Regions from separate parts of the Mus musculus genome. Here all the other regions are linked to region 4. Evidence: chromatin contacts called from public HiCAR-type and promoter capture Hi-C data. All regions are on one chromosome and are shown on one strand. Each heading gives the region's core, a stretch centred on a gene start, on an enhancer-like site or on the middle of the called end of the contact. The rest is flanking DNA. Distances are from core to core; before and after follow the strand shown. Region 1 holds the start of Poglut3 (protein O-glucosyltransferase 3). Region 2 holds the start of Exph5 (exophilin 5). Region 3 holds the start of Acat1 (acetyl-Coenzyme A acetyltransferase 1). Region 4 holds the start of Sik2 (salt inducible kinase 2). Region 5 holds the start of 4930550C14Rik (RIKEN cDNA 4930550C14 gene). Region 6 holds the start of Rbm7 (RNA binding motif protein 7). Region 7 holds the start of Atm (ataxia telangiectasia mutated).

The links. Promoter capture Hi-C pulls out the DNA fragments that hold promoters and counts their contacts. HiCAR-type assays count read pairs that join an accessible place to other places.
Region 1: a HiCAR-type map of astrocytes shows a contact between it and region 4, with 6 times the contacts expected there. The contact joins the promoter of Poglut3 here to the promoter of Sik2 in region 4. A contact is called at or near these places in 2 of 39 promoter capture datasets (hippocampal neurons and liver) and 2 of 115 datasets of contacts at active chromatin or transcription factors (astrocytes and embryonic stem cells).
Region 2: a contact with region 4 is called in a promoter capture Hi-C map of liver, with 2.6 times the contacts expected there. The contact joins the promoter of Exph5 here to the promoter of Sik2 in region 4. A contact is called at or near these places in 2 of 39 promoter capture datasets (hippocampal neurons and liver).
Region 3: a promoter capture Hi-C map of erythroid cells shows a contact between it and region 4, with 24 times the contacts expected there. The contact joins the promoter of Acat1 here to the promoter of Sik2 in region 4. A contact is called at or near these places in 3 of 39 promoter capture datasets (erythroid cells, liver and pre-B cells).
Region 5: a contact with region 4 is called in a HiCAR-type map of astrocytes, with 6 times the contacts expected there. The contact joins the promoter of 4930550C14Rik here to the promoter of Sik2 in region 4. A contact is called at or near these places in 2 of 39 promoter capture datasets (hippocampal neurons and liver) and 1 of 115 datasets of contacts at active chromatin or transcription factors (astrocytes).
Region 6: a contact with region 4 is called in a promoter capture Hi-C map of erythroid cells, with 14 times the contacts expected there. The contact joins the promoter of Rbm7 here to the promoter of Sik2 in region 4. A contact is called at or near these places in 2 of 39 promoter capture datasets (erythroid cells and pre-B cells).
Region 7: a contact with region 4 is called in a promoter capture Hi-C map of erythroid cells, with 33 times the contacts expected there. The contact joins the promoter of Atm here to the promoter of Sik2 in region 4. A contact is called at or near these places in 4 of 39 promoter capture datasets (erythroid cells, hippocampal neurons, liver and 1 more) and 1 of 115 datasets of contacts at active chromatin or transcription factors (astrocytes).

Annotation. Positions count from the first base shown.
Region 1 is chr9:53,382,508-53,385,360 of GRCm38.p6, reverse strand. Poglut3 (protein O-glucosyltransferase 3) reads right to left here and starts at 1,338. Exons shown (of 8, transcript NM_212445.2): 1 at 1,075-1,338. The coding sequence starts at 1,261.
Region 2 is chr9:53,299,997-53,303,269 of GRCm38.p6, reverse strand. It overlaps Exph5 (exophilin 5), which reads right to left and starts at 1,600. Exons shown (of 6, transcript NM_176846.3): 1 at 1,419-1,600. The coding sequence starts at 1,537.
Region 3 is chr9:53,608,856-53,611,708 of GRCm38.p6, reverse strand. It overlaps Acat1 (acetyl-Coenzyme A acetyltransferase 1), which reads left to right and starts at 1,359. Exons shown (of 12, transcript NM_144784.3): 1 at 1,359-1,496. The coding sequence starts at 1,434.
Region 4 is chr9:51,007,641-51,010,760 of GRCm38.p6, reverse strand. It overlaps Sik2 (salt inducible kinase 2), which reads left to right and starts at 1,688. Exons shown (of 16, transcript NM_178710.3): 1 at 1,688-2,020. The coding sequence starts at 1,886.
Region 5 is chr9:53,403,640-53,406,918 of GRCm38.p6, reverse strand. It overlaps 4930550C14Rik (RIKEN cDNA 4930550C14 gene), which reads right to left and starts at 1,633. Exons shown (of 9, transcript NM_001376944.1): 1 at 1,307-1,633.
Region 6 is chr9:48,493,536-48,496,680 of GRCm38.p6, reverse strand. It overlaps Rbm7 (RNA binding motif protein 7), which reads left to right and starts at 1,351. Exons shown (of 5, transcript NM_144948.5): 1 at 1,351-1,526; 2 at 2,500-2,662. The coding sequence starts at 1,431. It overlaps Gm5617 (predicted gene 5617), which reads right to left and starts at 1,338. Exons shown (of 1, transcript NM_001004191.3): 1 at 706-1,338. The coding sequence starts at 1,113. The coding sequence ends at 760.
Region 7 is chr9:53,535,248-53,538,086 of GRCm38.p6, reverse strand. Atm (ataxia telangiectasia mutated) reads left to right here and starts at 1,416. Exons shown (of 63, transcript NM_007499.3): 1 at 1,416-1,524. It overlaps Npat (nuclear protein in the AT region), which reads right to left and starts at 1,040. Exons shown (of 18, transcript NM_001081152.1): 1 at 899-1,040. The coding sequence starts at 935.

The DNA.
Region 1 (2,853 bases), core at 89-2,588, 2.4 Mb before region 4:
ACAAACACACACATATCCGAATAATCTTTGCAGAACATTTTATTTGGGGAAAAAGATTTTTAAAATGGGGGGGGGGGATCCTTACTCTCCTGCTGTAACCACATGAGTGCTTATCTGGGTTCATTTATTTATTACAGAACTGCAGATACACCATAACACGGTTTGAATCTGAACCATGTTCCACAGACTCCTGTTCTCAACACTTGATCCTCGCGCTCTCTGCTTTTGCGCGGCTGCAAGCCAGTCTAGAAACCCCTCTCAGCCTCCAAACCCGCACTCCTGAAGCTTCCCAGACTCCCTTGGACCTATTGGCAGTTCTTTAATGTTTACACCAGGCTGCAGAAATCCAATTGCAGCAACTGTGCTTTGCCCTGATAGGCAGGTTGCTTATTATCTATTTTCTCAGCAGAGTCTTAAGTTTTCGATAGGCAGACATTGCCATCCTCTTTTTTACTCCAGGATTACCATATACACGTGACTTCTAAGTACGTGAAATTCCCGTTTGCTCGGTGGAGGACGCCAAGGAGTTCTCTGCCTCTTTGCAGGCAAAACAGGACGCCAGATGGGAGCAGCCTTACATTTAGACACAAATTAGCAAATCCTGACTGGCAACAAGTTGAAACCAGCTGGACAAGTCCAGAGAAGCAATCAGATGTGGGAGGAGGGCCCTGCTGAGATTCAAGACAAGCGCCTCCCTTCTCCGGTTCTAGGAAGTTTCCCTGCTTCGCGTGGTCTGCACTGCGGGCCTAAGAAGAGTGGGCTGCTGAGGGAGGGAGGAAGGCGCGCCCTGCAGGCCAGGAAGGGCCATCTGCATCACGTGATGGCACCACTGCGCTCCGTGGGACCCCACAGGCGCCGTTTACTCTACTTACCCTTACATCTGTCACCGGGCGGGACCTGTGGCCCAGCCTTTGGAGTTAGTCACCCAACGGTCCTGAGTGGCACCTCCCGCCCCCGTGGGTGTCAGGGAGGAGGGAAGGGACGCCGATGGGAGGGGAGAGAAGACGACACCCGCAGTGGGGAGATGGCCACGTGTGGGGACAGGGACGCGCGGGGACGGCAACGGGCGCTGACCTGGCGGCGAGCTAGTGAAGTTCCGGCCGTCCGAGTCCACCGACTGCAGGAAGAAGTAGCGCACGGGCAGGACGGCGGCGGCCTGCAACCCAGGGCCCCACGCCAGGCTCCGCGGTGCGCTCACGCGCGCCCCGGCCCCCGCCGCCACCAGCAGGGCGAGCTGCAGCCCCAGCGGCAGGGCCTGCATGGTCGCCGGCTCTCAGCTCCGCTGGCCAGGGAGGAGCTGGAGCGCCGGGCCGAGGGGACACCCGAGGGCGGGCCTCTGGCTAGAGCCGCCCCGGGCGGGCCGGGCGCGCGCCCGGACCCCGACTGGCTCGTGTACCGCGCCCAGGCCTTACGCTCCTAGTCATCCCTACACTAGTTGCCTGAGTTTGCCAGTCTGGAGAAAGGCAGGGTGTGCTTGTTTTAAAATTGTTACCTCTTTTCTTTTTCTTCTTCTTGTTCTTCCTTTTCTTGTTCTTCCTTCTTTTCTTCTTCTTCTTCTTCTTCTTCTTCTTCTTCTTCTTCTTCTTCTTCTTCTTCTTCTCCTTCTCCTTCTCCTTCTCCTTCTCCTTCTCCTTCTCCTTCTCCTTCTCCTTCTCCTTCTCCTTCTCCTTCTCCTTCTCCTTCTCCTTCTCCTTCTCCTTCTCCTTCTCCTTCTCCTTCTCCTTCTCCTCCTCCTCCTCCTCCTCCTCCTCCTCCTCCTCCTCCTCCCCCTTTTCTTCTTCTATATTTTATTGTTTCTCCTTTTGAGAAGGAAGTCTCCCTCTGTATCTCAGGCTGGTTTTGAACTGATGACAATCCTTCCACCCCAGCCTCCTCCAGTAGAGGGAAATTAAAGGTGTGTAAGCCAAGCCACCTTGCCTTGTGGAGAAAACTGGTTGAGTTGGGGTTTTCCCTATGTATCTCCTACTGCCTTGGAACTCTCTATATATGTATATAGACTGGCTGATCTTTAACTCACTGTCATCCACCTGCCTCTGTGTCCCAGGTATTGGGATCAAAGGTGTGCACTACACCCAGACAGAAAAGGGTTGGAAACATGGCTTATTATAAATGCACATCAGGGTTTGGTTTCCAGTGCCACAGTGGAACAAGAGGAATAGCTTCCCTGTGAGGAATTCCCCTAGTCTTTGTTCACACACCGGCCCACCTGTTCCGTATATTTGTGATTGGCAGCCTACTACCCTGAAGTCCCTTATCTTTCGGTGTTTCCTGTGTAGGGCACTTGGGCAGCAGAAGGCAGGGTCTGGGCAAGCGTCTCAGTAGAGTTGGGCACCTATCCTTCCCTGCCCACTATGCCCTGGGCACCCCACTCCTGAGCATCAAGAGCCGGGAAGAACAGCCCCACAGCCCCCGTTTGTTCACTCTTGCTAATTATTTTTTCTTTTTATCTGAGTTTTAGGAACTAATTATTCTTCCCAGGATGAGAAATCTGGAAGAATTCATCCTGCAGAATGGGCAGAGATCTTCCTGGTAGATCTCAACCCAGAGCTTATCAGAACCAGGCCCCAGGCTTTAATTGGGCTCCTGAGCATTTTGAGCTCCGGCCCAGGTCACCAACCCAATTACCAATCATAGGCGAGTATAGAGGCCAGCAGGAAGAAATCGGCAGATGCCCATATGCACTCTACAGCGCTGGGGTCTCAGGTTAGCCCCTGGACGTTATAGACAGCGCTCTTTAGACGCATCATTAGGAACTGGGAATAAGTCACTTGTAAATTGCAGGGCAGCAGTGTAGTGTAACTTAGTGTGATTTCCAATGGCTTGTTTCCTGGGGTCGTTTGCATGCTTTGATGG
Region 2 (3,273 bases), core at 351-2,850, 2.3 Mb before region 4:
CTCTCTCACTAAGGCCAGACAAGGCCAGGATCCACAGGCAGGAAACAAACTCAGGGACAGCTGACTATAATTTTAAAAGGGCCAAGTTGATCCCTAAGTGTGAGCCCACCTCTCTCTCTCTCTCTATTTCCTAATGTTGCCATGCTGTCCCCTCATGTATAATGTCGCCCTTCTCTTTACAGACAAGGAACATCCTACTCTGAGCACTACAGTTTGGGAGTGTGGGGATTGTGTATGCTTTGAAGCTGGCCCTAAGTAGATCTATGTCCTTCTCTGAATGGGGTGACACCCCGTGTGGCCGACGTGCATATGTGTGGGCACTCACGGGTGAGTGTGAACACACTGCTTTCAGAGTGAATGATTGACTTTTTACTGACTGATTGGAAGGGACGGAGCCTGTGTGATGAGATCTCCATTCTCAAACTTTAAACACCATTGCCCCCGCCCTTCCTAGAGAGCCACATAGGAGAAAAAATGAAGAGGGAGCTTTGGGCTCAGTGTCTTCTGTCTCTGCAAAGACTAAGGAGGGTTCCATAATTGGAAGTTTGTCCTTGGAGGCGTTTCTTTTGGGGTGAGGAAGAGGAGGGCGGAGGTGGGAGGGACTGATTGGAATTGGGAACCTGAATGACTTCACCAAGCCAGCTCTCTAAACTCCAGCTTATGCCTACATTGCAGCCTGTGTGCTATCTTGGATTTCCTCCCACACTTCACTGCAGAAGACTTGAATAGGTCTGTGGGTTCGTACTCCAGCAGGGAAAAAAATAATAAGTTAATTTATGCTCCCAAGAATCATTTCTGGACGTAATTTGCTAGTTTCTTATCCCGTCCTCACCTACAACATTGTATTTATTAATAAGGCCATTGGTTGGATCCCGTAGAAACTCCTTCTTACAGCACCACACCACAGCCAACCCCACGTGTCTAAGTCCCATTCACCCACACAGGACCCTCTGGCAAGTTCCTGGATCTCCCTCCTGTTCTGGGCCTCTAGCTTGGAGGGAACAGCTGCCAGGATCCAGTTCTAGGGAGTGCCGTACAATAACTCACGTGCCCTAAAACGGTCCGACCTTATCCCTAGTAGCCTATGACGCACCTGAGCCTCTACTATGCCTGAACCCCTCCCAGCTGAGGTTAGCCCAGGTGTCCTGAACAGGCGGGGACCCACGCACCGAGAAATGCAAAGAACGAGCGACTTTCTCCCTCCTCCCTGCGGAGTCCTGGACTCCCAGCCAAGTCGCTGGGGATGGAGAGCCTGGAGAGAGCACCCGGGAGGCATCTGGAGACCCACTGAAACAACGTCTTCGTTCCCTCTTGCCACTCCAAGCAGCACCTGCATAGGGTCCCAGCAGGTGTCCCTGGGTTCCCTCGGAAACCAACAGGATGCAGGCCCAGCCCAAGAGGAGGAGTTCGCTTCGTACCTGATCCTGTCCTTCTCTGCCCTCCGGAGTTCCTCATTTCTTTCCAGTACCTGGAGGATCTTCCTGGCTTCTTCCTCGTTTAGGAAGCTGAAATCAAACCCCTGAGGAACTTTCGTCATTTTCTCTCCCGTGTGCGAGTTATGTGTACTTAAGCTCCTTGGCGCCTCCTGTTACAAAGCCATTTTTCAAGATAATGAAGACTAGTTTTCCCGAACTTGATCCCATAGCCCATAATAGCTCCGCGCCTTTGAAAAGCTAAAACCACAAACCTCGGGACCAGCCCACACATACAGGGCTCCTTTTGACAACACCTTAATGACATGTTTCTCTCAACCTGTCCAACCGAGATGCAAAGTGAGTGACTAAATGGAGAAAAGGAACCAATCGCATTTGGGGGGCGGGGCGGACTTTGCAGCGTCTCTTCCCACCCCCCACCCCCTTCCCACCCTCTATGTGACTTGTTAAGCAAACAAGCCTACATAATTCTGTCTCTAAGGAAGGCTTGCCCTTGAGTGTTAGCCCCTAAGTATTTGCTTGGCTGTTGCTATTTGCTGGAAGAATTTGAGCTTGTCTAGAAGAAAGACGAAGAAGGAAAAAGATTCACGACTAATCCTGTCTTTCAATGATTGAGAACAGGAGAACTGGTAGGAGCTTGCTAGAGTTAGTAGAAGTGTTATCTTATTTAAAAGACCGGGGAAGCCTAAACTCACTTTATCTCAGGCTTTGGCTCAGAGGGACTCACAGAAGGACTGGCATTAGGCTACCTTTGGAAATTGAATTATTTGCCAAACTTGCCATCACCCCACACACACACACAGTCCCATTGTCTCATAGAAAGTCATTCTCAGACTTTGAAAAGCCCCACTGACAGTATTTTAGAAAGCGAATCACAATCCCGTGCAACCACAGAAAGTGCTTTTCCTAGAAAGCCAATTATTCCATGACATAGTGAAGTCAGGTATTTCCAAGGATGTGCATACATGTGCTTTGTTTTTTTTTGTTTTTTTTTTTTTTAAGATAAATGTCTTTCCAGAAAACTTGTTTCTCTACATAAAAACAATTTGTCCGGTGGACATACATTCCCCCAATACCCTTAATTTAGTCCTTTCTGCTGTGATTTTGATGGTCACTAATATCTACAAGGTATGTCCACAAATACCATCTTTTCATGATAAATAAACCAAACTGGGTTTCACTCCTCTAAAGGAAAAACAGTCAAAACTATAAAGAATGGTTGCTTTTGCTGCTGGTCCCTTGTCTTATCTTTGGTATGTCTGAAGAAACAGCCTTTGAAACAACTTTTTTGTGGGCATCTATTAGCTGCAAGAAGTGGGGATCCACTCTATAACATACAACACAGAACTCCCTCATAGATTGTCTCTATGTTAATGATGGCAGTTTGGAAGTCTGTCATGTACACACTGTTCAGGTATTCTTGCATGTTCCTTTACTAGGTATATGGACTGACCTTCTAATGTCGGTAGTGGTGAGGTTTTGTCCTGTTCTTATCAGTGAGCTGACTGAAACTAACCTATTCTGGAACCTGTTCCATGAAGCTATTGTATACACACCAAACAACACAGTCCTTTCCTCATAATTCAGTAAGGGACTTAGCATGGGTAGAGATGTAATTATTTAATAAAACAAATTCCTTGGGCTTGAAAGCTGCTTTGGAAGTTAAAAGCTCTTGCTATTCTTGCAGAGCCCCTGGCTCTAGTTCCCAGTACCCATGTAGGGCAGCTCATAACCAACTGTAATCCCAGCTTCAGGGGGATGTGATGCCTCTCTTTTCCTCGGGCATCTGTACTCGTGCACATACCCATACATTTATTAAAAATATTGAGAGCATACAAAT
Region 3 (2,853 bases), core at 110-2,609, 2.6 Mb before region 4:
AGGTGCATATACACATACACACACTTTACCCCAAAAGGGTCTGGGAAGATGATTCAGTGTGCAAAGTGTTTGCATCACAAGAAAGCGTTTAGAGCATCATCCATGTAAAGAGCTAGGCGTGGTGGCCCTTGATTGTAGCCCCAGTTCCATGGATGGGTGGATAGGGTTGAAGGAGTAGAGATGGTGGCTTATTAGCCAGCCATTCTAGTGCAAGGAGAGATAGACCCTGTCTCACAAAACAAACAAAAACAAAACAAAACAAAAAACACCAAACAAAAAGCAGCAGAGAGTCTCAGAGGGAGTTATCTGAGGTTTACCCTTGGCCTACACAGGAGTGCACACAATTACATGAAACAAGTCGACTTGAAGTAAATTGTTCAATTTGTATGTTGTGCCTTTTGTTTTACATCAAGGAAAATTAATGTCACAAGCAGAAAGATCTGCTATCCCCAACTGAAGATTCAAAGTCAGCAAATGGCCTGGCATAGTGCTTTTAATACCAGCACTAGGGAGGCAAAGACAGAAAGATCTCTGTGAGCTCAAGACCATCCTGGTCTACATAGTGAATTCCAGGATAGCCAGAGCTACACCGTGGGACCCTATCTAAAAACTAACCAAACAAAACCTAAGCAAAACAATCCTCCAACTAGCCTTAGCAATGGGTTACACAAATGTGAGAATTATCATGTAATATCAGTTAATGCACTGTTTCTGTTTTGTTTTAATTATTTGGAGACAGGGTCTCCGTCTGTAGTTTTAGTTGTTCAGGGACTCGCTATGTGGACCAGGCTGGCGTCGAACTCATAGAGATCCACCTGCCTCTTTCCTGAGTGTGTCCCATCACACCCAGCCTGCGGGGAGTTTCTTTGAAAGTTGATGTAATCTTATTATTACTCAGTGAAGTTTAGATAGTAATATGTATTTTACTTAGCATCCTACAGAAAAACAACTTCAACATTCTTTTAACGTAAGAAATTGGTTTATTTGTATTATAAATGAATATAATGGGAATTGCTGGAAACATTTACCAACATCCTTTGTCTGGGTAATACAGTCACCTGATCAGGCACGGCAAAGTGAATGGAAAGTCTCGGACTGCACGAAAACTACAGGCATCTGGAGGCAGAAACAACTGGCATCAACAATCAACAGTTTAGCGTGCACCACCTAGGTGTCAAGCCACGTGGTCATTAGTCCTTTTTTTTTTTTTTTTTTTTTTTTTTTTTTGGTCCAGGAGAGCCTCAGCTCAGTCCTCGGGCCAAGCGCCAGGCCCCGCCCTCTGGCTACGGGCCAATCGCCGCCAAGCGCAGCGATCTTGGACTGCTATTGGAGGAGAGGGTCGGGGCGGTGCCCGCCACGACGTCGCAAGCTCTGCGGTGGGGAAGTGGAGGCCGCGGCGCGTCTCTCTGCCCTTGACAGCCTTTCGCGTCTCCATGGCTGCCCTGGTGGCTCTGCACGGCGTCGTCCGCAGGCCTCTGCTTCGCGGGCTGCTGCAGGTGAGCAGGGTCGATTCCGGGGGTGGGCCGGGATCGGGGAGCCCACCAGCCGCCCGCGAGGTCCGTCCTCGTGGGCCACAGCGCTCAGCACCAGCGCCTTGGGGATCGAGTGCCTGCGCCGTCGTGTGTCAGTCCACCTGTCAGTCTGTGCTACTGTCACGCTCCGCATCAGCTGTGCAGCAAAGCTTGGGCCTGACCAGGCGCGATCCCAGACTGCAGAGAGCTGAGTCTCTCTGTAGGCCCAGGAGTTTCTAAGACGTTTTTGTGACCTTGTGATTTCCTTTTCCTTGTTTTTTTGTTTGATTGGTTTGAGTTTTGGGGTTTGGTTTGTATTTTGTTCCACTGGTTTTTCTGTGGAACCCTTGCTGCCCTGGAACGCTCTCTCTCTCTCTCTCTCTCTCTCTCTCTCTCTCTCTCTCTCTCAAGATCAGGCTGGCTTCGAGCTCATTGGTCTTCCTCCACCTGCAGAGTGCTGGGATTAAAGGCATGAACCACCACCTGGCTAATCATTGGTTTAATTAATTGTCTTAATCAGAGCTCAGGCACTATATGGCAATCAGAAGATTGTCTTAAAACTAACAAGATGGCTACTGAGACAGTACAAGAAATAATTTTTATTTGAAGTGAGTGCCTCGCTTCTGATGGTTGTGTTCGGCGAACACTTTGTACTTTCCAAAGGTGACATTCTAGACTTTGTCGGTCAGTCTTTAAGAGTCTGGAGTTAGGTTTGCGTGGTTTTGTTTCTGAGAAAATCAGGGTTCGCCGAAACGGGTAGTTCTGGCAATAGGAGCTGAAAGAGAGCATTGCTCTGCAAGAGATTGTGAAAGAATAATTGAGGGCCCGAGGCTTGGAGCTGGAAGCTGAGGGCAAACAAACTATAAAATGAATCTTACTTGAGTTGCTGCTCGGGCAAGAGGAGCTTGAGATCAAGGATTTCAACCCACGTGGGCAATTTGGAGATACCCAGTCTCCGAAAGATAAAAAAACAATAAGTACTGGGTGACTGCAGTAATAGGAAAGCCAGAGGGATAGTCTATTTTCTCATCTGGAGATGGGCAGAACCTCACTCGTAAAATAAGTGTTCCCGGGGCTGGAGAGATGGCTCTGTGGTTAAGAGCACTGACTGTTCTTCCAAAGGTCCTGAGTTCAATTCCCAGCAACCACATGGTGCCTCACAACCATCTGTAAAAAAAGGAATCTGATGCCTTCTTCTGGTGTGTCTGAAGACAGCTACAGTGTACTCATATGCATAAAAAAAAAAAAGTGTTCCCAAGAAAGACTCGTGTGCCTTTTTCCTTCTGACCCTTCCTTCTCCTCCCCTCCCTTTTCTTGCCTCTCTCCCCGCCCCAGCCCCACT
Region 4 (3,120 bases), core at 439-2,938:
CAAACTTTACCCAATGACTTTAACAACTATTGTTAATTCTTGTCTGAGCCAGTTATTACTATAACAGCCACAAAATGGTGATTTCATAATTTTTACATGCATCCTCTTCTCATTTATCCTGACTGGGAACATAGCTCAGTGATACAATACTTGCCTAGCATGGGTACCGTTCTGAGTTTGAGTTTCCTGAATGAGATGGGGAGGGCATAGACATTTAAGGGGGCTTATCACATATACAATATTTCTGAGAACCTGTCTAAAAAAAAAAGTAAAGTGACAAAATGAAGTATGAGCTCCTTCTAAGATTTTAATGTAGGCTGGGAATGGTGACACCTGCCTTTAATCTCAGCACTCAAGAGACTGCCTAGTCTACATGGCAAGTTACAGGCTATCTAGGGCTACATAGTGAGATGATGTTTCAAAAACAAAAAAAAAAACAACAGTCCCAAAACAATAAAACACTAGGGCCTAAGAGATGGCTCATTGGCTAAAGTTACCTACAGCAACCACCCCTAGGACTCACAGAGTGGAAGGTGAGAACCAACTCCCACATCCTGTCCTCTGACTTCTTACACAAAATAAAAAGTAATGTGTGTTATAGTGTATTTCCAAAATTGTTGGTTTTTGATACTTAGATTGGCTCAGATTTGGCACTGGTGGGCCCCTTCAAGCTGGCTTCTGACATATTCTTCCTGTTGTATACAAGGAATCCCCTGGTTTACTCATATTAGATCTTTCAAGAGCATCTTATACTTGCCCCCGCTGTCATTACTCCCAAACGAGTTGCGTTTCTTTTAATGGACAATGGGTACCCAGGAACCAAGGTCTGGACACACATAATATATTTCAAGATATTAAAATGTTGTGTTTACTTAGGTCACCATATGGAAGACTGGTGTGATGGGTTATAATTAGAACTCTAGCATTACCTGTGTGACGTTGGCAACTCCCTTCATTCTGGCAGCCTGCTGCGTCATCTGGAAACAAATCGGATTAGATACTTTTTAACCGTTTACAAGTTCCCAAAGCGTTTTAGGATAATACCGGGTCACCTCTCCACAGAGACATGCTCAACTAACATGCTCAACCTACATTTCAGAGGTTCCAGACTCCGAAGCCCATTAGCAATTCCAAATTCCGGGCTTAATCATCTCTGGGGTCTCTTTAGCGCTGACATTTTTTTTTTTTTTCTGCAAGTGACCGACTGCTGTGAGTAGGAATTTAGACGTCAAAAAGTGGAGAGACTTATTTAGTACTGACAAGGGAGCTAAAATGAACACAAAGAAAAGAGGCTGTGAGCAATGCATTGCTCAGCCACGGTGCTCCTCGGGCTCCAAATTTAGCGCTGCAGTCCGCTGAAGAAGAGGTTTTGGCGGGAAGGGCTGCCCCGGCGGAGAGCGCCCGCCAGGCGACCCTCCAGGAGACTGGCCCAGTGCATCCTCCGCACGGCCCACCAGGGCTCGCTCTTGCGCTTCTGCTGGAAGGCAGGAGGAGCGGGGCGGGGCGGACGGCGACCCCGCCCCCGGCCGCGACGCCCTCCTCAGCCTTCTCAGGCCTCGCCGCGGCCGGAAGCCTCGTGCCCGCCCGACCCGCGCACCGCCCCTCCCTCCCGCCCCCGACGTCGGCGCGGCTGCGGTAGCCATGGTGACCGGTGGAGGCCCGCCCCCGCCCCCTGCCCCGGCCCCCTGACGTCGGCTCACGTCAGCGCCGGCGCGCGCCTGGCTGGGCCCTGTGGGGCGGGAGGGAAGCAGCGCCGGAGCGAGAGCCGCGGCCGTCGCCCAGAGCCCAGGCGCGCCGCCCGACGCCCTCCTGCCCGCTCCGTGCCGCTTCTTGCCGGCCAGTTCGTTCGCGTTCCCGTCGCCGTGTCCTGCAGCGGGGGCCAAGCATGGTCATGGCGGATGGCCCGAGGCACTTGCAGCGCGGGCCAGTCCGGGTGGGGTTCTACGACATCGAGGGCACGCTGGGCAAGGGCAACTTTGCCGTGGTGAAGCTGGGGCGGCACCGGATCACCAAGACGGAGGTGCGGCCCCGGGGTTCGGCGGGAGCGTGGCGCGGTTGCGCCCCGGGCGGGGGACGGCGGGCCTGGCACTGCGGGGACCGCGGGGTGCAGGTCGAGTGTGTGTGGGGTGTCCCCGGGAAGCCACACAGGCTTCCGTCCCGACTCTCCCACCCGGGAACCTGGTCTGTGGCCTCGGCTCCTGAGCACAAGTTCCGCGTCTTCCCGGCTTTCGGCTGGGGGTGGGGTGGGAGGGGAAGTCTCTGTGCTCCGGGGCCGCGCGGGGACCAACGTCGCCGGCCGGAGAAAGGGGACCAGCAGCTCCCAGGCTCGGCGGACGCGGAGCGCGGCCCGGACCAAGCCCTCCTCTTCTGCCCGGCGAGGAGGGGGTGACGCGGACCGGACTGGTGCGGACGGGCCGCTGTCCATCTTCTCTGGGCCCGCAGGGTCTCTGAAACGGTTCTTTGGCTGGCTTGATCACTTGCAGGAGGTATAGCAAATACACCAGACAATAGAGCTGGTTAAAAATGGTCATCTCAGCTCTGCACCGTTCTCTGGGGTTGTCCCTTTACCAGGTGTGCATGCTGGCTGCGAGCACGCATTCCTTAAGCCACATCAGATGGACTGTACTCAGCTCTCGACAGCGTCCTGACATTGACTCTCCAGCATCCTCCCTCCGTGCACTGTACATATTTTCTCCCCAAGTCTGCGTTCTTACCTAGCCCACCCTCTTCCTTCCATTGCCTCAAGCTGCTCTCCTCGGGGTCTCTATTTTAAGACGTGCAAATTAAATACCTTGGAAAAAAAACGATCGAAACAAAACCATTTCTTAGTCTACAACCTAGTGGTTTTGACGTACTCTATTCTGCCTTGTGATTGCCACTTGAGTTTCACCGATTTTCAGTTTCTCTCCCCAGTTTTCATCCTTTTCGGGTTTTTTTCCTACTATGTTCTTAAGAACGTTCTAATCTTTGACTATAGGACCTCCACCCCCACCCCCTGCCCAGGATGACTTACGCTTATGTAAGGTAAAGGGCATTTAAAAGCCTTACTGTTTTCTTAGCAGTTGTACTTAAAAGTTTTGCTTCATGTCCATTTCCATAAAGAAGGAGGACATGTCTAAC
Region 5 (3,279 bases), core at 384-2,883, 2.4 Mb before region 4:
AGATAAAAGTGAATTGAGGGGTTGGAGAGAAAGCTCACTGAGTAACTTCTTGCTCTGCCAGCGTGACAATCTCAGTTTGAATGCCTACACACATACACACAGGTAAATGTAAAGACTTTTTTTTTTTTTTGAAATCTCCAGCAATTAACTGTTGCGTTGCACTTGAGCTGATAATTGAACCTACATGGTGGGAAGAGGAAGGGCCGGAGCTGTAGCTCAGGGAAAGAGTGTTTGCCTGACACTTCCAGAAGAATCGCAAAACAACAGCAATAACAATAACGATAAGGAAGAGACTAGGGGTTAACCTTGCCCAGCTTCTCTCAAGTTCTGAGGCTATAAGACTGGCCCTAAGAGTATTTGCATTGTGAAAACTATCAAATGTTTTAAATCGGTATTTATGACTTTTTCTAGTTGACTTAAGATTTAAGGATCTATGGCGATGTGTTAATGATGCAAATTAAAGGTGTAGCGTGTGCATTGCCATTCTGTCGTGACTAGCACAGCAACGCAGAAACGATCCCGAGGAACAAAGGCACTTCGTGAAAGGAGAAAGAAGACCAAAAAGCCTTGGCACGTTCAACTATACTAAATGTTGCTAGTGTACTAAATGGCAGGTCAGGTAAATGTGCATGAGTACAGTCAAAAATGAGAGAGAGAGACCTAACTGCTGATTACCAGCAGTGGAGCCGCAGAGCAAAAGACCGAGGTTGTTGAGGAATTGACAAAGTAGGCTCTGGGCTGTTATGTGGAAGCAGGGACACAGTAGCCAGAAGATGAGGCTGGACTCAAGAGGGCTTGTCTTTTTTAAATATGAGGCACTAAAACGTGAAAATATTGTTAGAGAAGGAGAGATGAAAGGCGCAGGAGAGGGTAAAGGAAACTTATGATTCAGAGCAGAACCGTTTGCTATGAGGCTTCAAACCACGTGGGAAATACTTCAATTCTAAGACCCAAGGAGCACAAGGAAACCATTGCTTAAGTCAGGACTTTACTACACCCAGGTGCGAACTGCCAATTAGGAGAGGACTACCAGCCAGTCTCAAACCAATAGCCCTGTGCTGGGATTCAGAGGGAGCCCTGCAAGTGGACACCCTTGTCCTGTGGTTTCCTCCAACTCCAAACCCGTATTCCCGTTCTCTTTACTAAATTTTATTTTTTTCAGCAAATGTGTCTTCACGATTTTGCTATTCCTCTTTACCTATACATCTTGATACTGAGGGACAAGACAGAAATCCTAAGCATGTACCCTTTAGAATGCTCCCTCCATCTCTAAATATTTTAGGGAGAAAAATCTAAAACCACATACTGCATTTAACAGGGTGGAGGAAACCCAATGCGAGAGGTGGGTTAGCAATATCCCCGAAGCTGCAGCTCCTGAGTTAGGGCGAGGCTGGAGTGGGGGTTGGTGAGGTAGAGGAAAGCTTTTCCATCACAGCAGAGCAACTGTGCCAGGAGAGGGGTTTGGGGAACAGAGCATGGAGAAGGATGGTAGCATACTAAGATCGTGAGTATTTAGCGTCTTTCAGCAGGCCAAGATCAAACCAGACACCAGAGCAGAAAGGAGCTGGGGAGGGAACATGTCCCTTGACTTGCCAATCTCTGTCGCTCTCCGCTGTTTCCTTGGTAACGACTTAGTCAGTCGGAAATGACTTAATAGCTCCTTCCCTAGCAACCTTCTTAGGCCCCGCCCCCAACCCTGACCATTCTCACTTTGATGTTTGTTCTGGTAGAAATCTCGCTCTCTTCCAGTCTCAGTGCCATAGAGGCAGAGGACTTGAGAAAGGAACTCAGAGAGATCTCGGGCATGTGACGGGCCTTGCTGAAGGCCTAAGTAACATGAGGTCTCAGACTAACGCTATTTCTAAATTTAAGCTCCTTAGCCTGACACGGGTTTTAAATAGAGGACTTCACAGAACCCGAAAGCACACTGCATATTTAATGCATGCTTTATTGACTTGAATGTTGAATATCCTGCACGCCGACATTACCTCAATGTCAGAGTGTAACAATGTAAAATGAAGAGTATTCAGACCTGCCCAGTTCTATGTTCTTGCATGGAACATAATTTGTGAGGAAGATGAACTTCTAGGAAAATATTTTCCTTACATACTAAATGCATTTTTACGGGGGGTGGGGGCGGAATCTCTGTAGGAAATTCGGTGACAAAGTGAATGTCAAGACCTTCAAAATTATCACAGTTTCCATAAACAGGGCCTTGGGCTTTGGTTCTCCTTCAAGACACTGTGGCCATGCGTAGAGAGAATACTTGTGTGTTGTATGGATGCATCACCTGTCAATTAAAAAGTCTGTGGCCTATGGCTTAGGCAGGAAATGGGAGGTGGAACATCCAGGAGGCAGAAAGGATTCTGGGATAGAGTCCCAAGGGAGAATAGCCCGGGAAGATGTGAGGAGACCGACTCATGGTGCCTGAGCATTGATAGCCAGCCATGTGGCAAAATGTAGGTTAAAATAATGGGTTTATGTCGATTATGTAAGTTATGATCTAGTCAGAGAAAACCCTGGCTTTATGGCCAAGGTATTTGTAAATATATTTTGAGTCTAAGTCTTATTCCTGGGAGCATGAAGCTGGGAGTCAGAACCAGCCACGTGTTAGCACACAGATAGGAGTAAATTTTTTTTTTTTCGAGACAGGGTTTCTCTGTGTAGTTTTGGCTGCCCTGGAACTCACTTTGTAAAAAAAAAAAAAAAAAAAAAAAAAAAAAAAAAAAAGGATTAATTTTCTTGTTTTTGTTTAAATTTTTTTTCCATAAGGGTTTTTTTTTTTTTTTTCCAAGGCAGGGTTTCTCCATGTAGTCCTGGCTGTCTTGGAACTGCAAGGGGAATTGGGGGCAGGGCACAGACCCTCTCCAGCGTTGCAGACTGGGTGTTTTAGGCAAGGGATTGTGGGCTGTGGTTAGGACTTTCCCTCAATCAGCCACAGTCGAGATTTTAACATGTCTTAAAATTTGGGATTATAGTCAGGCATGGTGGCACATGCCTTTAATCCCAGGCAGAGGCAGGCCAATTTCTGAGTTCGAGGGCAGCCTGATCTACAAAGTGAGTTCCAGGACAGCCAGGGCTATACAAAGAAACCCTGAAAAAACAAAACAAACAAACAACAACAACAACAAAAACCTCAATGCTGGGGCTGGCGAGATGGCTCAGTGATTAAAAGCGCAGACTGCTCTTCCGAAGGTCCTGAGTTCAAATTCCAGCAACCATATGGTGGCTCACAACCATCTGTAACGAAATCTGATGCCCTCTTCTGGAGTGTCTGAA
Region 6 (3,145 bases), core at 102-2,601, 2.5 Mb after region 4:
AAAATTGGAGTCTGACCAGACCTGGTGGAGCATGCCTTTAATCCCAGCACTTGGGAGGCAGAGGCAGTCATGTCTGTCAACTTCAAGATAGTCAGAGGTACAAAATGAGACACTCCACCCCCAAAGATTGGGAGTCTATAGATATTTCTAAAACAAAACAAAACAAAACAGAAGGGGGGTGTAGTTAGGTGGTGGGGAATGGCAATGTGATAAAGGACATTTTTCCTCAACATGAATTCAAGGGTAGTCACGGGTAGAGAGGCTTAAATTAGAAGCCCCAGAGAATCAGGGAGGATTGTAGAACTCAGACACAGCTGGATTCCATACTGAGCAGCTTACTCAAGCCTGGTGTATGGCTCGCGCCTGTAAACACCAGCACCTGGGAGGCCCAGGCAAGGGGGAGTTCAAGACCATCCTTAATACACGGCAAGTCTGCACTATAAGACTCTACATCATTCACAACTAGTCACCTAGCTTTGTGACTACTTAAGAAAAGCCCTCCTGGCCTCTTCTTGGCCCCACATGGATGGATATTAAGCCCCTCGACTATGTAACAAACGGCTAGCCTGTAACTCAGAGCCTGCTTTCCGAGTCTTGAGATTAAAAATGTGTGTCACTATGCCCGGCTAAACTTTTCTTTGGTAGCCTATATTAACCGCCCACATCGGTGAAAATGCGTAAGAATAAAACTGCCGTCACACCAAGACATGATTTTTGGAGAGGCCTTGTTTGTAAGCTAAGTGAGGGGAGGCATTCGTTCTACGCTGAGATTCGGGTTGCGAGAGCAGTTCCCAGTGCAACCAGACGCTGCTGCAGCACACTTCTTAAGAGGTCGAGCTTGACGCCTGGGATCGGGTAAGGCGAGAATCTGCCTTGGCGGCTTCGGCTCCGGCTGCGGCCACCGACAGGGACTCGACGTCTGTCGGCCCGAACGCTGGGTCGCGCTGGTGGCCGAGGTCCCGGCTGATTCGGATCCAGCCTAGTAACCAGGAAGCTATCTCCGGAGACCATTGCCCAAGCCATGGCCGACGGGTTGAGATCTCCTTGGGAGGATCGGTGGGCCATCCTGTTGGCTTGATCGCCGGCGGACAGCGACACCGAGTTCTGGGCCATCTTCAAACACCGCCTGCAGTGTTTGCTAGACGTATGTCGATCAAACTGGGCCCTCGGCGGCGCCGCAGGTCACTCCAGCCCGCGTCAGACGCAACCGTTACCAACCCCAGTAGCCATTTTTCACGCAACGGCGGAAGGAGCAGCCGCCGGAAACGGGCGCTTGTCCCGCGCGCGTGCGTAGCTCGTCTGCGCTCGCGCACGGCGGGCCTTTACGTCGTGACGTCTGAACGGGAGGACGTGAGTGTTTCTGAGGGTGCGCAGTAGGGTCGGTCGGCCCTGAGCAGGCAGCCTAGGCCTGGGACTGGAACAGCGCGGAGATGGGGGCGGCGGCCGCAGAGGCCGACCGCACTCTGTTCGTGGGTAACCTGGAGACGAAGGTGACAGAGGAGCTCCTCTTCGAGCTGTTCCACCAGGTAAGGGGCGGGCACGGTCCTAGGGCGGCTGTGGCATTCACAGGCCGGGCCAAGGAGCGGAGCGCGCCGAGCCGGAATTCCGCGGCGTTCGGGCCGAAAGTGACGTCGGATGATGGGGACATCTGCGTCTCCACCTTGGAAAAGTCCAGGGATCCGAGGTGGAACCTCAGTACTTGCTTTCCTCTTTCCTGTGTACCGTGCCTTCCCATTTGAGTTCATTGGCCTTTGCCGCATCGTGCAGGATGTGTTTCCGAGTCTATCCGCTTAACTTCCGTGTGAAATTGCAGACGTTAAAGTGTTTTAAAAACTCCATAAACATAACGCAGGAAAGCAGGACTGGCATGCTTAAATCTACCAGTCCTGTACCTTCTTGCTTTAAGACTCAATAGTTGGTTATATTTGAGTAATAGGTGCGGAAGGTTTTTTTTTTTTGTTTGTTTGTTTTGTTTTTGGTTTTTGTAATCAAAATAATCCACTTTGCCTTGTAAATGTTCGTTTCCATGCAGTGGGAAAATGATAGCTGTTGGTTACATTGTTAGGACATCACACAGTCATGTGAGATGGAGATTTTATACTGTACTTCCCATTCTTTGTCAATATTACAAATAATGTCCGAAAAAACTTGCCCCAAATCTCGGTTTCAGTCGGAACTAGAATTATTCTTCCTAAAAGGAAAGTAGATGTCCAGCCCCTGCCTGGACATTTTGTTTTTGATGAGGTCTTGATTATGTACCTTTTGTTTAAAACTTGTGTTCTCTTCTTTATAGTATTTGAGGCAGAGAGCCATATAGTATTTCTTGGTAGCCCTGGAACTCCGAGGCTGACTTAGAGCTGGTCCTCCTGCCTGCATCTCCTGACATCTGACCATACAGGCATGTGCCACCATGACAGGCTTGCATTTCCATTTATTTCTGAAATTTAAATGTCTTCCTGAAATTGCCTCGTTTTAAGTTCTGAATATTTTTCTTCGCAGGCTGGGCCGGTAATAAAAGTGAAAATCCCGAAAGATAAAGATGGCAAACTGAAGCAGTTTGCATTCGTGAACTTCAAACATGAAGTGTCTGTTCCCTATGCCATGAATCTGCTCAACGGAATCAAACTTTTCGGGAGGCCTATCAAAATTCAGTTTAGATCAGGTAATGGCTCGGTATTGTGGTAATAGGGAGAGGGTTTTTGGCTTCTTTTGCTTTCACTTTACTATTCCGTTTGGTTTTTGAATCAGGGTTTGGGGTATTTCTAGGCTAGTTTCAGACTCACTGTGTAAGGCATGTGTAGCTTTGAACTCTTGGTCCTCTGGGTATACCTCCCAAGTGCTGGGTTTGTAGGTGTCAACTCTATACCAGACTAATATTTTAAAAATTAGGGAGTAGGGAATTAATTATGATGGAAATACTTTAAATTTTGCTATTTCCTGTGGCCAGGTTGGCTGTTTCTTCTTAAAGTAGTATCATGTTTGAAATGCTTTCTTTTGCATTTCTGCTGTTATGTACTTAAGAAACTGTGAGGCAGTTCATAGCAATTTGAGTTTAGTTTGCGGGGAGTTGGTGTTGCTTTTAAGCTGTTTATCTCTTTTGGAGTAATTTAGATAGGAAGGAACATTTCAAATTATTGTTGGGCTT
Region 7 (2,839 bases), core at 167-2,666, 2.5 Mb before region 4:
ATTTTTTGGACAGGGCTGGGCACAAAGCAAATGTTCGTAACGGCTGTGGAAACTATGGAATGAGTCCTCATACTTCGACCACTTTCTTTTAGAGATGTCCCAAATAACGTTTCAAAGTCACTGTCCAGTTTTGAGCCTAAGAGGCTCTTGTTCCCTACAGAACAATCCCTTTTATTCTTTCACAGGACAAACAACGAAAACAGTCTTTTCCAGAGACAGTATCTCCCGACCAACCAGTGGTCTATGAACAAACCCTTTTCGAAAATGGAGGAAAACGAGGGCTAGAACGTGTGCAACCAGAAGTCAGTCGTCGTACCTCCTAAATATTTGCTCAAGAACACGACACGCTGCCGTTCTGAAATATGCAATTGGCGTTTCAAGCCACTATGGTGGGCCAGGGGTGTGGGGCCCTCCCTGTGTCCCAAATTCCCAGTGCTAAGGTCGGGTTATGGGTAAGGGCGTCGGAAAGTCTTTCCACAAGGCTGGGCGGCCGGGGAAGCGGGGGTCCCCCCGCCTTTTCCTTTATCAGTCCCGGCTCTTGACAAGGGAAAGGGTAGGGGACACGCAGCCTCGTCCATCACGCAGGCGACACTCCTTCAGGTGTCCCAGCGGGCCTGGCTGTGCCTCGGAATCCAGGCCCCAGGTGTTCCCCGCCGAGCTTCTTTCTCCCTTCGGCTGCCCCCATCGCGCAGCAGGAGGAGAAGGGACATCCCTACACCGAGGAGCTTCGACTGTCCCAAGGCGCCGAGGGACCGAGCCTCTCCGCTAGTCTGAACTTGGACGGGAGCAGACCACTCCTCAGAGCTTCCCCACCCCGAGCAGCCCTCCCCCTCAGCCCCTGGTCTTTCCGTCCCCTCAGCCCGGGTCCGATCACCCGCCCTCCCAGGCCGCCGCTTACCCAATACCAGCCTGGCTACATCCGAGGGTAACAGCATGATCCGAGCTGCACAGGGAGCGGCCTGAAGGGACGAGACTCAACTCAAAGCAAACACGGCGACAGCCCCGGCGCCGCCGCATCTCCCGGTTCCACTGGAGGTGCTGAACCCGCGGCAATTTGTCCCGCCTCTTTCGTGCCACACTAACCAATCGCTTCCGCGGGAGACAGAAAGGCGCCGAAATGAAACCCGCCTCCGTTCTCCTCGGAACCGTCGTCATTTCCGTCTGCGGAGGGTTGTGGCCAGAGAGGACCTGGTGGCCGGCTGTGGGAGCGTCGGCCCCTGGGCGGAGTTGCGGGAGCGAGGGCAATCGCCATTGGTGCGCACTGCGCAGGCGCGTTTCCTCAGGCCGGGAGACTGTTTTGAGGGGAGCGAGTGTTTTGAGTTGGAGAGCGCGTGATGCCTACGCGCAAGCGCAGTCGTGCGGCGGCGCATGCCGACTTCTTCCTTTGGGGCACCCGTGCCTTACCAACTTGCTGCTTTATAGAGCCGGAAGCGGGAAGGCGTGCGTACAGAACCAGCTGCTAGATCCGTGCACGCGGGAAAAGGCGAAGCGACCTGGGTTTGCATTGGCAGGCAGAATGCAGCGGTAGGAGCGAGGGACGAACGCTCGGGGACTTCTGTGAGGGGAAAATTCTCTTCTGAGCCCATCTTTCCTCAGCTTCCGAATGGCTCTTACCCCTTCTCTGCAGAACGGCCGTCATCTTCTCCCTCTTTCTGCAGACCCTAGATGGAGTGAGCCTAAATCTTCCCTTCTGCACGTCCCTCTTTCCTATCTGTCATCTTAAGGGTTCTGGTCGATCTAGATTTTTTAAATCTCATACTTTAGTCTCAGAGCGTTTATTTATATTTAAGCTACAGGTTTGCACATGTTCGTAGTTAAGAGCACTGGCCCTTGGAAATCACAGTCTCGTATTCTCATTGTCAGTTGTATTGCCTGTGTTGTCTGTAGTAGGTAAGTGGCAGCCACTCTGAGCCTTTGAAAATGTTTAACCTGCGCTCCTTCCCCGGTCCCACCCCCGCCACCTGGCACAGATAAGTAGACAGCTACTTTTTCAAAGCGACAATGTGATAGGAAAAACTGTGTTAGCCGAGGAAGGACTGGTTCTGTGGAAACTGAGCCTGAAAGAATCGACTTTGCTGCTAGATCTTGCCGGGTGTAAATTCTTCTGCAAGATGGTAGCGAAGCTTTCAGACAGAAGGAAGTGCATGGAAAGGCACAAAGTGTAACGAGCTCTTGTTATTGAGTGATACAGATTTTGCAAGTTTCCAGTGTATTGAAGCCAGAGGAAGGGATGAGAGCAAGAAGAGGAGGAAAAAAACAGTCATCAAATAGATTTATAAAGCGATCGTAAGAGAAGACAGTAACAGGATGACAGTTATACTGAATATTTGCTGTGTGTGTGTGTGTGTGTGAGAGAGAGAGAGAGAGAGAGAGAAAGAGAGAGAGAGAGAGAGAGAAAGAGTGAGATAGTAAGAGAGAGAAAGAGAAAGTAGGTGTGTGGTGGGGGAGAGGGAAACAGAAACGGAAACGAACTCCTTAAAGTAGATACTGGTATCATTTTCTCATCTAGCATCCAGAAAACAGGTGCCAGTTTAACCAACATGTTGCAGGTTGGATAACTGTTAATTGAATGGACCTGGATCCGAACAATACAGCCTGACCATAGAACCCACCCTTTTGCAACCCAGGCTAGCCCCTAACTCACAATTGTGCTGCCTGAGCCTCCCCTAGGCCTGCAATACCTGACTGAGCCCCAGTGCTTTTTACCACTAGCCAAGACTAACATGCCACAGGTGGGGTTATTTCTGGGAAGGGGAGATGTAATTATTGTCAAAATGCATCAACTTGACTGAACCCTCAAAAGGAAGATTTGATTTGTCTGTTCAGGGGCTGTTGCTTA